Regions from separate parts of the Pan troglodytes genome. Here region 2 is linked to region 1. Evidence: chromatin contacts called from public HiChIP or PLAC-seq data. All regions are on one chromosome and are shown on one strand. The core of a region is the stretch at or near the end of the contact, and the rest is flanking DNA. Distances in the headings are between cores, read along the strand shown.

Region 1 (6,742 bases), core at 3,963-6,462:
GCTGAATCAGATACTCCTGCCTTTAGGGGGCACCACAGAAAGGGTTAAAGTGCCCCCAGGTTGCTAGCACCCTGGACATATAGTAGAAGCAGATACAAACTGTTTTTGAAGAAAAGTCTCCACACTTTAGGCCATTAAATTTCCTACATATTAAGATCAATGAAATATCATTCACAATCTTTAAGATCACCAAGCATACAAGGAGGCAAGCCACTATGGGTGAGGTAGATGAAAAACAACATACAACTTGTTTATATATTGGAATGGTTTCACTGGGCAAAAACAAAAGATTTTAAAAGCCTCGTTTAATACTGACTACTGAGATACAGATACAGAGTACAGAATAAGTAGGTAAGAAACATTTAAAGAAATGAAGTATGGAACCACAAAGATCGGGAAGGAATACAAGAGTATCAGGAATAACTGGGAAGATACACATAACAATAAAATGGAACTTCTAAAATGAAAAATAGACTTTTAGAAATTAAAAAAGTCTCAATGTATGGGTTTATCAACAGATGAAACATAGCTGAACAGTGATATGGAATACACATCTGAGGAAATTACCCAGAATAGAGCACAGAGAGTAGTAAGAAGATGAAAAAGATGAAAGAAGTTAAGAGATACGGAGAACAGAAGAGGAAACAGAAACATATGTATTCTGAACTCTAAGACAGTAAAGAGAACTGAGAAAAAGGAATTAATTGAAGAGATAGTGATTGAGAATTTTACAGAAGTGATGATAAATATAAATCTATTTTCCTAAGTAGAATAAAAGAAACCCAAATGTAGACACATCATAGTGAAACTGTAGAAGAGCAAACACAAAAAGGTTCCAAAGTAGCCAGAGGAAAAGAGACAAATCATCCATATGATACAACAGCAGTGACAAAAACCAAAATGAAATGGAATAACATCTTCAAAGTGTCCATTTTGCATTGTAGATCCAACCCATTGTCAGAGGATGAAAGTGATATAAATATATTTTCAGATAAACATAGTTTCTCACCAACAGACTGCTATTAAAGGAACTTCTAAAAGATGTACTTTAGAAAGAAAAATGATCATAGAATGATCTGAGATATGAAAAGGAATAGTAAGTAAATAAAATACAAACATGTAAGTACATATATATACACACATACATAAACATCTGTGTAAGAGTCTGGAGAGAGGTGTCCAGACTTAAAACATTCTAAGGTTTTTGGATTGTCTAGGGGTAGTGTTTAAGATATTTAACTTAAAACTTTATTGTATTAAATATGCAAGGCAAAAATTTAAGGGTAACACTAAGAAAAATTGGTAGCATAAATTTGAAAAAAAAAAAGGAAGAATAAAACACACATGCCCGACATTTTTTTTAAAGGCAAGGAAGAAAAAAGAAGCATCGGAAAAAAAAGAGACTAATAAAATTAGTTCAAACAAGTCCAAATGTATGTCAATAATTACAATGAATGTAAATGGAATAAACTTGCCAATTAAAGGTTATACTGCCATATTGGATAAAAAAACAAAATCCAGCTGCGTGAAGTTTATGAGACACAAAATAAAAAGGACAGAGAAAGGTTGAAAGAGAGGTGGGGAGCGAAAAGATATATAAGGTAAACACCAATAAAAAGAGAGCTGGGATGTTACCTTAATATTTGACAAAAATTTTAAGACAAAAAGCAGTATTGGTGATCAAGAGGGCAACTACTAAATAATAAAGAATAAATTCATCAGAAAGGAAAAATATAACAATTTAAATTTCCATTTTCCTAATAGCCTCAAAATATAAAAAGCAAAAATTCATAGAATTTCAGGGTAAAATGGCCAAATGCAGAATTATAAGTTCTCCTTGTTCTTTACTGTAAAAATCATAAATAGTGAATACATTCAAAAGATATTTGTATTAGCTTGTGGGATTAAGGATTTTTCTCCATTTTCTAAACTTTATTGCTGTGATATTGATTTTATAATTCATATACTGTTTTCAGAAATGAACTATGCGGTGAAATTTTTAAATAACCGATGGTTAATTATGGTTTTACTAAATTTGGGGGTAATTACTGTGTATAGTTTTAGATCCTGCCCCCAATGATTATCAGGTTGTGTACATTTTAAAGATAATTTGTTTGTGTTTTGCTAAAATTTCAAATGATTTTTACATGGACTCAAGTGGTTCAGACACCACTTGACTTACACATTAAATGTGGCTTACTACACAGTTTCTGCTTTACTCAATAAGAGTAAAATAATTCTGGAAAGAATGCATAATAATGCACTCCAAACTTAAATATGCTACTGATTGTTAATGGCTACATTATTCTGGCTATTTGTATCAACAACACAGCCACAACTTTTCTAAACTTCTGCCCAGATATTACAATTATTATCCTAGGGATTACTTACTCTCAGAAAAGTAGAGGAAGATACAAATTGGCAATTCTTTTTCTCACACTGATACTCCTTTGGACTTAAGTGAACCAATATTGTTATTACTAAAGCTCAGTATTCCACCTCTATTTATACTTTCTGAAACGTATAAGCAACACTTAGATGAAATAGGAAGAGATCACTGTACACAAATGGAAAATAAAGCAGCATGCAAGGAAGCTGGTTCTAAAGAAAACAAGCACAGGTGGCCGGGCATGGTGGCTTATGCCTGTAATCCCAGCACTTTGGGAGGCCGAGGCAGGCGAATAACGAGGTCAGGAGTTTGAGACCAGCCTGGCCAACATGGTGAAACCCCGTCTCTACAAAAAATACAAAAAATTAGCTGGGCGTAGTGGCGGGTGTCTGTAATCCCAGCTACTTTTGGGAGGCTGAGGCAGGAGAATTGCTTGAACCCAGGAAGCGGAGGTTGCAGTGAGCCGAGATCATGCCACTGCACTCCAGCCCTGGTGACGGAGTCTCAATAAACAAACAAAAAAGCACAGGTTACTTTATTACAGTACTGAAAACCAAGACAGCACATGGACTCTCTTTGAATATATAACCTAAAAATTGAAACTGTAAAATTTAATCTATTATACAGAATTTTTTTCATAGTTGTTTAAATTTTACTGTTTGCAATTCTAGAAAAATAACATCATGTTGGAAAAGTAAGCAGTAATTTAAAATGAATTATATTTTGAAAAATATAGAAAAATGTCAAGAATTCTAAATTTTTGTGAATATTTTACCCAAGAAATGTGTTTTAGAATCTTTTGAGATTTGAATTAGAAAATATTGTTGGTCAAATTCTTTCACTGTTTAAAGCCAACAATAAAAGAATAGGAAAAGAATGTAGTTATTTCCAACTCTGTGCTATAACAATAAGATAGTAACGTCTAGAAATTATATCTTAAAACCTTCAGAGTAAATTAATAAAAATTCAACATACTTCAAGTTATCACTGTATTTTTTCTATAATTACCTTTTTGTTTACTGTTTCAATTTATTGAATTATACATACAATGAAGAGCACAATAAATGTACATACAGCTTGATGAATTCTCACATAGCCTGTGTTACAAGTAATCTATTATTAACTTTTAAGATGATACAGTGCTATGATCGAAGGACTAAAATGATCAACATCACCATAAAAGGCAGAGTCATAAACAAGAACAATTAAGTGTAATTAAATCAGGTGGGAGGCACACTTACAAAAATGAAACAATTTTTGGCTCACATTTTACACCACACAGGTATTCTGTATCTTTAGAACATGAGAAAATACATATTCTCAGTCTGATAGGTCTCTGACTTGGGGGTTTCTTTTACTGTACTTTTTTTCTCTCTAGTAGCTGAACATTTTAAAGCAATCAGCAGAAAAAATATAAAACTTCAGAACCAATTAGACTTTTAAAAGCAACGTTCTTGCCCTTTCCAGAGATACATTCCTTAATCCTCCTACAAATCATGACCTTACACGATAACTTTAAGGGTGAACATCAACTTATCTACATTTTGGTGCTTTCTTTCCCTTAAGTGGCAGATGGTTTCTATTAACCTAAAATTGAAGTCATTGTTGGGGGACCCCTAATTCCATGTCTAGTCCTAGTGCCCAGAGGCTACCAAAGACGATACGAATAGCTTCTCAGGCACTCTACCCACCGTTTACCTTGTTAATACAAATCTTTCCCAGACCTGGGTCCCGAAATTATTTTACCCTGCAGAGCAGAAATGTTACGGTGTTCATTCAGTGAACTCTTCCCTAGTTTTTAATCTTTGTATTTTCTGCGTATACTTCAAGCCACCAGTAACTTTCCCAGTTACCAAGAAACAGTGTAACACAGGTCGCTATTTGTTTTGTTCGGAATTCACGAGCAATTTAACCACACGTGATTAGCAACATTAAGGGGGCTCCTCCAGGCAAAGAATCCACAGAATGAGAGGCCCTTGGTACCCAAATGAAGCAACAATGAAAGATCGGCGAAGCTCAGCAAGGTTCCTGAGCGCCACGGACGCCTGCTCTGATTTCAGGTTGCCGGCGCGCGCCCGCGGGTCTGCCTTTATGGACGAGGCGCAAGAGGGATCCAGGAAAGACGGTGCCCTTAGAGACTCGGAGATTAGCGTGGGCAACCCTGCCACCAGCTGCCCCTGCCACCAGCCGCCCCCACCACAAAGAGGAGGAAACGCTCCGCATCCCGTCACCAGGACAACTCTGTAACCCGACACCGAGGCTCAAGATTCCGCATCCCGGGCAGCGGACACAGGAGAAAAGCACATCGCGGCCCGGCCGCGGGGCTCCAAGGCGTCCGTGCCGCTGCTGTTCCTGGGGTGCCGAGAGCGACGCGGGGTCCACCCTCTCCGCCGGCCCGAGGTCCGAAGCTCGGCCCTCCACCGCAACGCCACCGCGCCCGGCCGGCGCCTCCCGCACGTGGCGGCCGTGATTGTCCCGGGGCGGTATCCCTCCGCGCCCCCGCCTCAGTCTCCCCCCGCCCTTCCCGGGACCCTCCGTGCCCGGGCGCCGCGGAAGGATCGCACGCACGCGCGCGCGCACGCCCAGCCGTGTCCGCGGAAAACGGAGGGCGCTGCGGTAAGGAGCAGCCGCCACAGGCACAGCCGCTTCGCAGCCTCCCGCCGCTGGTTTGTCAGCCCCGCGGCTGCGGGCGGCCGAGCGGCCGAGCGCGCTCTGAGGTTCGTCCCTCATCGCTGAACCCGCGTCCTCCCTCCGCAGCTCCTCGGGGAGGGGGGCGGTCGGTGCCTGCGCAGAGCCGCCTCCTCCCCGCCCCCGCCCCGCCTCCCCCCGCGCCGCCGCCGCCGCCCGCTACCGCCGCCGCCGCCGCTGCGCCTGCTGCTCCTCGCCGTCCGCGCTGCAGTGCGAAGGGCTCGAAGATGGCCGGTTGGCAGAGCTACGTGGATAACCTGATGTGCGATGGCTGCTGCCAGGAGGCCGCCATTGTCGGCTACTGCGACGCCAAATACGTCTGGGCAGCCACGGCCGGGGGCGTCTTTCAGAGCATTACGGTGAGGACCAGTGGCGGCCGGTACCCTGGTCCCTGCACCGGAGCGGGGTTGGCCGGCCGCGGGGGCACCGCAGCGCGGGGCTGGAACACTGAGGGCCGAGCCCGCAGGTGTGCTAGGCAGCGGGCGCCGAGGATGCGGCTGCCGGGCGGGCGGGGAGGCCGAGGCCCGGGGACGCCCCCTCACCCGGGGCTGCGCTGACAGGCTGGGGGCGGCGGCCGGACTCCTCGCTGGCCCTGGCCGGGCGTTCCCAGCGTCGGTCCAGGTGCCCGGGTTGGGGGAGGGGGCACGCACCGGCCAGGGCAAGGGGAGGGGTTCCTTTTCTCCTCCTAGTGCGGTTCCCCTAGGTTCTCTTGAAGCCCTGAGGTTTGCTATGCACGTCCTGGGGTGGAAGCGGGGGTCGGGGATCCGGGCTGGGGCGCGCGGGCCCCGGGTGGAGGTCCCTAGGCTCTCTGGCCGGCTCTTGCTCCGCGGACAGCGCGCCTCCCGCGCCTCCGGCTGTGGGAGGCGGCGGCCCCGGCCCGGCCCCCGGGATTCTCGAAGCGACTTTGCGTAGGTTTACCGATGTCCAGGCCTCTGGGGCTTGCGAGAGATGTACGCCGACCGCGTAGGTGGATTCGTGAATCTCGACTTCAGCTCTAGCTCTATAGGTTGTTTTTTTTTTTTTTTTAAATTCTCCAAGATGGCGAACTGCCATTGATTTCTCTCCTCATATGGAGATTCATCGATATACGGTTATCCCCAGTTATGCAACATAGCTCAAAAAAGGGGTGCTTTTCGGGGGCTTTCAATTATCTGCGAAGACCAGGAGCACACTTCACTTCTCTAAGTCCCTCCCTCTTTAGTGGTGGCAGTAAAGGAACTAATGCAGTTTTATGCTTCACATTGCCTGATTTTCTTGAGACTTGATGGTTTTGAGTTGGTTGCAATATGTTTGGCGAATATTTGCCACAAAACCTCCAGCTTATTGTTTTGCCTGTTTCTGCCCAAGGCTGTTTCTAAAATTATGATAATTGTATTAAATACGAGACCATTCTCTTTATTTCTTAGCACCACGCTCCCTTTCCATTAAACACCAAAATTCAGGTCCCCTATTAAGGGTGCTAATTATTCTTTTACCACTTAACATGGTTTAAAGTCTAACTTTAGAACTCAGTCCTTGATAGTAGTACTTTAAGGTCTCGTATACCCGCAGTGGACTACAATTCTTGTAGGGAATTGGCATCTGGTCATCAACTTTTTTCCTGCAGTCCTCTTGTCTTTGTGTGTGAGTTCCCGCTGTCTGACTAGGAAGATTGCGGGAGTGTGC
Region 2 (7,103 bases), core at 1,893-4,392, 440 kb before region 1:
AGTTGCATCCTAAGCTACAATGTTGGCCAAGCATTTCTATCAAATATTTAAAATAGAGATTTCCATACCTGTCTTCATCACCATCAACAGGAATAGCTATGCTGAATACAGAGGTGGCCAGACTGTTCATAGGTGTTAACTGAAGGGGGTTTGCCAGGGAATCTGCAACAGGCGGCTTCACAACAGGCTTATTTTCAGCAATGAGAGAAAGTGGTGGTTGAGGTAGGGGTTCTGATTTTCTTCTAGTATCGTCGACTTGCCCGACTAAAGGCTGGGTCTGAGTTTGAAACTGGCTTAGGTCAGACTGTGGTAGACTTGTTGGTGCGCTGTGTGTGCCTGGCGCTAAGGGCAGCCCAACATGCTGGATTATGCTGCTGCTCCTGCTGACTGGCGTATGGCTGCTCAGCTGTTGCGACTGGGCCAGAGGCGCGGGTACATTTGGCATAGTAACAGAAGTGGTAGACACACTAGGCACGCTTGGAGCGGGCACGGCTGCAGGCACGTTTGGAACTCCGGGCACCACGGCGTGAGGGCCACCAGGTACGGCTGACAGCGGACCACTGCCACCCATCTGCGGCGGAGGCACGGACTGGGGCTGCCCAGCCCCCGCAGGACCCAGGCACGGCTGCACCACGCCTCCCACAGTAGCCGGGGGCACTCCAGTCGGCTGACAAGGCGCGACCTGCCCGCCTTGCGCTGGTCCCGTCCGGGGGGCCATGGCTTCGCTGGGCTGGGAAGACGCGCCCATGAGCTGCGCGCCCACCGAGGAAGCATTCTGGCCGGTGCCCACGGGAAGGGTGGCCGCCGTGGCGGGGCTCGCTGCGGCGCCGGTGGACGAGGGCTGCGCGGGGCTTGGCGGCTGCAGGCCGGCCACGTGCTGCTGCAGGTACTCACTCTGGCCGGAGGGCTGGACGGGCAGCAAATGTCCGGGCGGTATCTGAGGCTGAGGATACGCGAACTGCTGGGGCTGCTGCGCCGCGGAGGCGCCCACTGCAGGGCCCGGCTGCGGAGGCAGGGACATAGCCGGCTGCGCCAGGGTTACATTCGTCGGCGGCAGAGTCTGTCCCCCGGGCCCCGCTCCCTGGGGCTGGCTGGGCTGCGCGGCTGCCATCATTGGCTGCGGCCCGGTCGCGGCTCCCGGGAACGGCGGCAGCGGAGCCGAGCTTTGAGCCACAGCCCCACCTACGGGTGGCGGCGGCGGCTGTGGCTGCCCAACGCTAAAACTCTGCGGCTGGGCCGGAGTGGGCTGGCTCATTTTCTCCGACGGGGGTAGCTGTGACACAGCAGTCAAGGAGCTGTCAGTTCCCGACTCGGGCCCGTGCGCCCCCTGCATGGAGGCCACTACTACCACCACCGACCCTCCGGTGGCGCCCAGGCCGCTGTCCCGCTCCGCAGTCTGGTCAAAAGTACTGCTGTGTCTAATGCAATCCCCGGATCTAGTCAGGACGCTGCTGTCTGAATCCCTCTCATAGTATTCCATACACGTCCATCGGCCGCGTCTATAGGGCTCTCCGCTCCCGTGGTCCAGCTTGATCACGCGAAAACGGGAACTACATGTGGTGGGAGGCTGAGATGGGGCTGCAGTCACTGGCCCGGCGGATGAGCCCGCCAGCTGGGGGCCGCCGGGTGCTCCGGTGGCGGGGGCCGAAGTGGCGGCCGCCGCCAGGGTACTGGCGAGCGCCCCAGACACGCTCCGGGCCGAAACGACTCCTCCTCCGTTGGCGGGAGCAGCAGCCGCCGCTGCCAGCTGCCCATCTAGGAGGAGGTTTGGGGAGACGGTCCCGGGAGTCTCCGCATCCCCAACATTGTTAAGCGTCTCTTCCGAAGAGCTGCGCTCGCAGACCTCCTCAGGGCCATAATCCGTGGCCCGAGAGACGTCGAAAATCTCGGAGGAGACGTCCTCTGTGCGTGACTCGTCCGGGTCGTCCAAGCTCTCGGTGTCCTCGGTGATGCTAGTGGCCACCTGGGCCGTGGTGACACTGGTGATCTGGAAGCAGCTCTTCTTCTTGGCCGGCATCTTGGACATGGTGAAGAAGGCTGGAGGGCAGAGAGGCACGCCGGCTCCTCTGGGTCCTGTCGGAAACCGGGGAGGGCAGTGCACGGGCCCCCAAAGACAAAGTCCGAGTCTGCGCTGGGGTCTGAGGCCCGTCGCTGTTAAGAGTCACGGGCTGATCCAGGCGCTGGCCGCCCGGTGAGACATCCTCCTCCTCGTTTCCTTCTCCGTGTCGGTCTCTTCGGCTCTGCCCCCGTCTCAGTCCCGCGGCGGCTCCTCCTTCCTTTTTAGCTCTCGCAGCCGCGGCGCCTCAATTCAATTCCCTCAGAGGCGGCGAGAGCGCGAACCCAGGGGCGGGTCGGCTGCTTCCTCTCTCGTCTCCGGGCAGCCGTGGTCAGTCCAGCTCGGCGCTCGGCGCGGTCAGCAGGCCTTGGCTGGGGGTGGGAGTGGGAGGGCGAAGAGGAGGAGGAGGAGGAGGAGGAGGAGGAGGAGGAGGAGGAGGAGGAGGAGGAGGAGGAGGAGGCGGTGGCGGTGGCGGCGGCGGCGGCGGCGTGAGGGGCGGTGCTGCCCCGCTCGGGCTCCTCAGGCCGGTGCCGGCGTCAGCGCTGGGCTCTCTGACTGAGGGAAGGAGCGGCGAGTCCGGAGTCGGAGATGCCTAATTCAGCCGGGAGCCGCGGGCCGGAGCTGGCTGAAGGGCCGCGGGCGGGCGGTGGGGCTGTGGCGCGGGCAGGCGGCCCTCCCTCCCCGGCTCTAGCCGGAGCTCAGCCCCAGGGACATGTCGACTGCCTCAGGCGGAAACCCGCTCTGGGGGAGGGGAAAGCCGGCTCGGTCCTCCCCTTACAGGGGGAACCACCCCTGCGGGCGGGCGGCGACGGCGGTCTCGGCCTCCCCTCGCGGCTTCTCTCAGAGAGGGGCGGCGGCGGCAGACCGCTGGCACGGGACCGGAGGCGCCCCGGCTGTGTGAGGTAGCGGTGGTGGCTTCTTCAGCTCCTCCTCGGTGCGCCCAATTCCTAAACCCCGAAGAAACTGAAATTCAAACTGCTGAAGAGGCGGCTGCAGCTCCCTCCGCTGGGCCAAGATGGGGCTGAAATGGCCGCGCCAGGGATGCTGGGAGGAGCAGCAGCCCCGCTGCCGCCGCCGCTGCCGACTAAAATGCCGCCGCTGCCGCAACCACCGCCAGCGCCGCAGCCGCCGCCGTTCCGTGACGCACCGGCGTCGTGACGTCACCGCTCCGCCCCCTCCGGTTTCCTGCAGTTTCGCGTGGAACCTGGGGTGGGGGGCAATGGGCGGGGCTAAAGGTTAAAAAAGGGAGCGGTTTCTTTATTTAAAATTTTTTAAATTTAAATTTTGTGTTGTAGGTTCTTTAAGCATTGACGAGCTAAAGACCATTTTAAATTCTAAGCCTAGGGAAGCTTACAATGGAACTAATCAGATGTTTTTATGTCGGTTTGTTCCGAGACAGTGGAAGACTGGAGGTCATGTGCTTGTGTCTAATGTTTAGCAAAATCTTAGTGAAACGAGGGCGATAGGAATGGGGGCTGGGGAAGACTTAGATGGGATAAAAAGAGGTGCGGCTGGAAGAACTAAATCACTTTAAAACTTCTGAAAATAAATGTTGACCATTGTAGTCAGAGGAGTAAAATGTTCAGAGAAATGGGGATGATTAAACAAGAACGACAAGCCAGATTGAGTCAGAAAATTATCTTCCTGCCAGAAATTCTGTCTCCAACAACGGCATCAGGGGGTGGTTACTTGCCCAGGGTGTAGTCGGTTTTTAAAAAGCTTAAGGGTTACCAACATATTCCTAAATTTCCTGAATTTGCTGTGATTCCAGGATTCATTTAAACTCTTGAGACTGTTTTACTTTCGGCACGAAATCAGCTCATGGGCTTTATAAATGTAGAACCTACTGCATTATAGTTCTTCTTTTTGTTTATTCTAAAACTGTTAGTAGCAGCCAGCGTATTATATGATTTGGATTGGGCCATGAACAACCGTAACGAGTGATAAAGCACCCTTTCCTGTTCCAATGCAAAGAACAACTATGAAAAGAAAGTACTGGCAAATTTATCATCTGGTAGTTAGTTCCTGGCCAAAGAAAATGGTAAGGCCATTCTTTTAAGCAGTTAAAAAAAATGGGGATGGGCTCTTAAACTTTGGCATACTAAGGCCATTCTTTTAAGCAGTTTAAAAAAATGGGGATGGGCTCCTAAACTTTGACATACTAAAGCAGTCGTCGTTTAGGTAAAATCTAAGTCTTAATGGAAATCGTGATTTCATATCTACTGCAGCGTTAGCAATCACATAATGATAACTTAAATCAGTAAATCGTTGAACTCGGTTCTCTAATCTTTGAAGAATAGAAATACTTTTTATCCCAAAAGATGTTTTGAGAATTAAATTTGCAGAGAATTTTTTAGGTCTTTAGTTGTAATTTATAGAGCTAGATCTTTTAACTTTAGTGGAAACCATGCACTCCAAACCCAAGTGACTGGAGTCAGAATGTGAAATAAGACGACATAAAATCCCTATTTCTTAAGGGGGTGGGCGAAAGTAATGGAACAAAATGTAACGTTATGCTATTGTGGCAGAGATAGCTAATGGAATGTTTCATTTCTAAGTCTGTAATTTCAGTAATTGTTAGAGGCAGTTTTCCATCAATAAGTTAGATCAAATGGTTAAACCCAATATGAATTTATAAAAGCTTAATTTAATTTTGGATTGATTTACCAGATGTTTAAGGTGGTTATAATGGGTAGTGTTGATGGTGGTGCTTTTGGAAAAATGAGTATTATATGCCTGCTCATCCCTTTACATTATCTTATCATATAAACTTCTTGATTACTCGTTATGATACTCTTAAATGGTACATTTAGAGGAAAAATCTTAAAGTAATCTGTAAGACCATTTCTCCTTAAAATGATATATTATGAGATGAAAGGAAAGATAAAGATAATTTAGAAGAGATCCAGAAGTGGACTAAATTTCTGGTGAGGAGGGGGCTAAAGATGTTAAAAGACATCTTAGGAAAAGCATATGATTTATAACTTTTAAAAGTGTCATTTAGATGGTTAAGGATTTGTGTTTAATAGTTCTCTTGAAAATATTGTTTTCCAAAAGTTTAAAAGCCCTAGATACTTTTATACATTTGCCCTTAAAAATGTACAGAATTTATTACATCAAACTGCTGCAAAGAAATAAGAATTCTGATTTTTGCAAGTAAGTTGGAAATCAATGTAGAGGACAAAAAGTGGCATAGCTATATCTAAACAAAAAAGTATGTAATTCAAAAGTTGGTCCACAAAGAATCGAAAGCCTTTCAATAACTAATTTAAATGATAGAAAGCAGTATGTATATGCAAGTACATATGCTCCCTGTATAGAGAGTGGTTAGTAAGTAAGATGGTAGCCTAACTCACTGGAATAAAGAGATCCTTGGAGTCCCAAACCTCAAGACTAGGAGTCTTAATGCAGTTACCAGGCTGCATGCCTGTACCCAGAGACCATACTAGAGGCTGTGGGAATCCTCGATTACTGCTCTTAGAGCCCCCAACTTGACTGTTTCTTCTGTACCTGGTACTTTTTTCAAATATTTCAAATTGCAGTGATGCATGGGAGATACATTTAGAAAACATAATGCAGGGGAATAAAAGCAGTTAAAAACTAAGGACAGTTTCTACTGATGAAAATAAAAAACTGCTACAGCAAGATCTTTTCATCATCTGTAAACATCATATCCCCAAATTTTCCTAGGTTATTATCTAACCTCATCAGTACCAGATGGTGAATTATTTCATAGAAAATCCTGGAATGTAAACTCTAGATACTCAAGAAAACCTCTTTTTTTTCAATGAAGGTATATTATATTTAAAATAATAATGATGCATTAAACATTATGGGATAAAGAAAATACTTTCCATAGAAATTAAGCAATGGCCTAGGCAAAGAGAAGTAACCCTTTAGCATTAATACTATCAGTTAGACAGTGACATTTATTGAACATTCCCTGTGTTGTGTATTAAGAATTGGACTACCTATATCCCAGTCAACAATTTTTTCTGGAGTTTAGAAATAGTTTATGCTTATTTTCTGTGTTTTTTATTACCAAATTGTTATTAGTTTGGTGCAAAAGTAATTGTGGTTTTTGTCACTTACATGATGGCAAAAACTGCAATTACTTTTGCACCAACCTAATAGAAAAATACAAAATGGAGAATAGTTTTCAGGTTCCACAAAGCATTTGCTAGAAATAAATATCAGTTGTCTCAATAAGTAGTACTTGATTTATTACTATGATTTTCGTAGGGTTCCATTTCTGGAACAATATCATATTAATAAACCCTTTCAGTGAGACCATTGTGTGGTATTGCCCAAAAAGGAAAAAAAAATGTAATGAGAAAGAACTAAGGCTAATAAAATTCCATAAATACTATTATAAAGAAAAATATAATTTGACTGAGATGCACAAATGCTTACTTGATAATGAGGTGTTTTTAAGGAAACTTCTATTAAATACTCTTTTTGAGTTTAATATACTATGAAACAATGTTGTCTTTTTTTTTTTTTAATGAAGATTTCCTTGACTTCCAAAGACCTTTGATGTTCAAGCAAAATGTAGCAATTTGGTAAAAGTAAAGGGTGCATTTTGAACTGAAATACACATAATGTCCTATTAAGACCTGTATTATATTTTATGGAATTTAACTTAGAATGTAAGATATTAGCTCTGTGGTTTTACAAGCTAGTTTAAATGCTGCAATGTAGGGCAACAGAAAATCCAAACAAAATCCATTAATGACTATATTACTTCTTTATTTTTCTTTTTAAATATTATATGTGGCCAGTCAGGATGAAGTTTTTTTTAAACTACATTTCCTAGTTGGACAGATCAAGAGTAAGCTCCAGTTTTGCTATAATCTCGTTTTGTGATTGCTGACAAGTCTATTACTCCCTCAGTTCCCCTATCACTAAAAAGAAATAACATTGTGGTAAAGAGGTGTTAAACTACCAAATCCACTGAAAAAGTATGGAAAAAGGTCACAGATGTGGCAGCTTTGGCATCTTCAGAAGAAAAGATAGCAACTCAATGTGATACTATTGGCAATACCAT

Evidence for each region. HiChIP or PLAC-seq counts read pairs in DNA pulled down with a chosen protein or histone mark.
Region 2: an H3K4me3 HiChIP or PLAC-seq map of stem cell-derived excitatory neurons shows a contact between it and region 1, with 5 times the contacts expected there. The contact joins the promoter of TSC22D2 here to the promoter of PFN2 in region 1. A contact is called at or near these places in 1 of 7 Hi-C or Micro-C datasets (stem cell-derived neural progenitor cells) and 1 of 1 datasets of contacts at active chromatin or transcription factors (stem cell-derived excitatory neurons).

What each region holds. Positions count from the first base shown.
Region 1 is chr2:153,162,315-153,169,056 of NHGRI_mPanTro3-v2.0_pri, reverse strand. PFN2 (profilin 2) reads left to right here and starts at 5,212. Exons shown (of 4, transcript XM_063807271.1): 1 at 5,212-5,436. The coding sequence starts at 5,305. It overlaps LOC107970805, which reads right to left and starts at 5,192. Exons shown (of 1, transcript XM_054681165.2): 1 at 1,923-5,192. The coding sequence starts at 5,119. The coding sequence ends at 4,406.
Region 2 is chr2:153,599,818-153,606,920 of NHGRI_mPanTro3-v2.0_pri, reverse strand. TSC22D2 (TSC22 domain family member 2) reads right to left here and starts at 3,142. Exons shown (of 4, transcript XR_001713728.4): 1 at 69-3,142.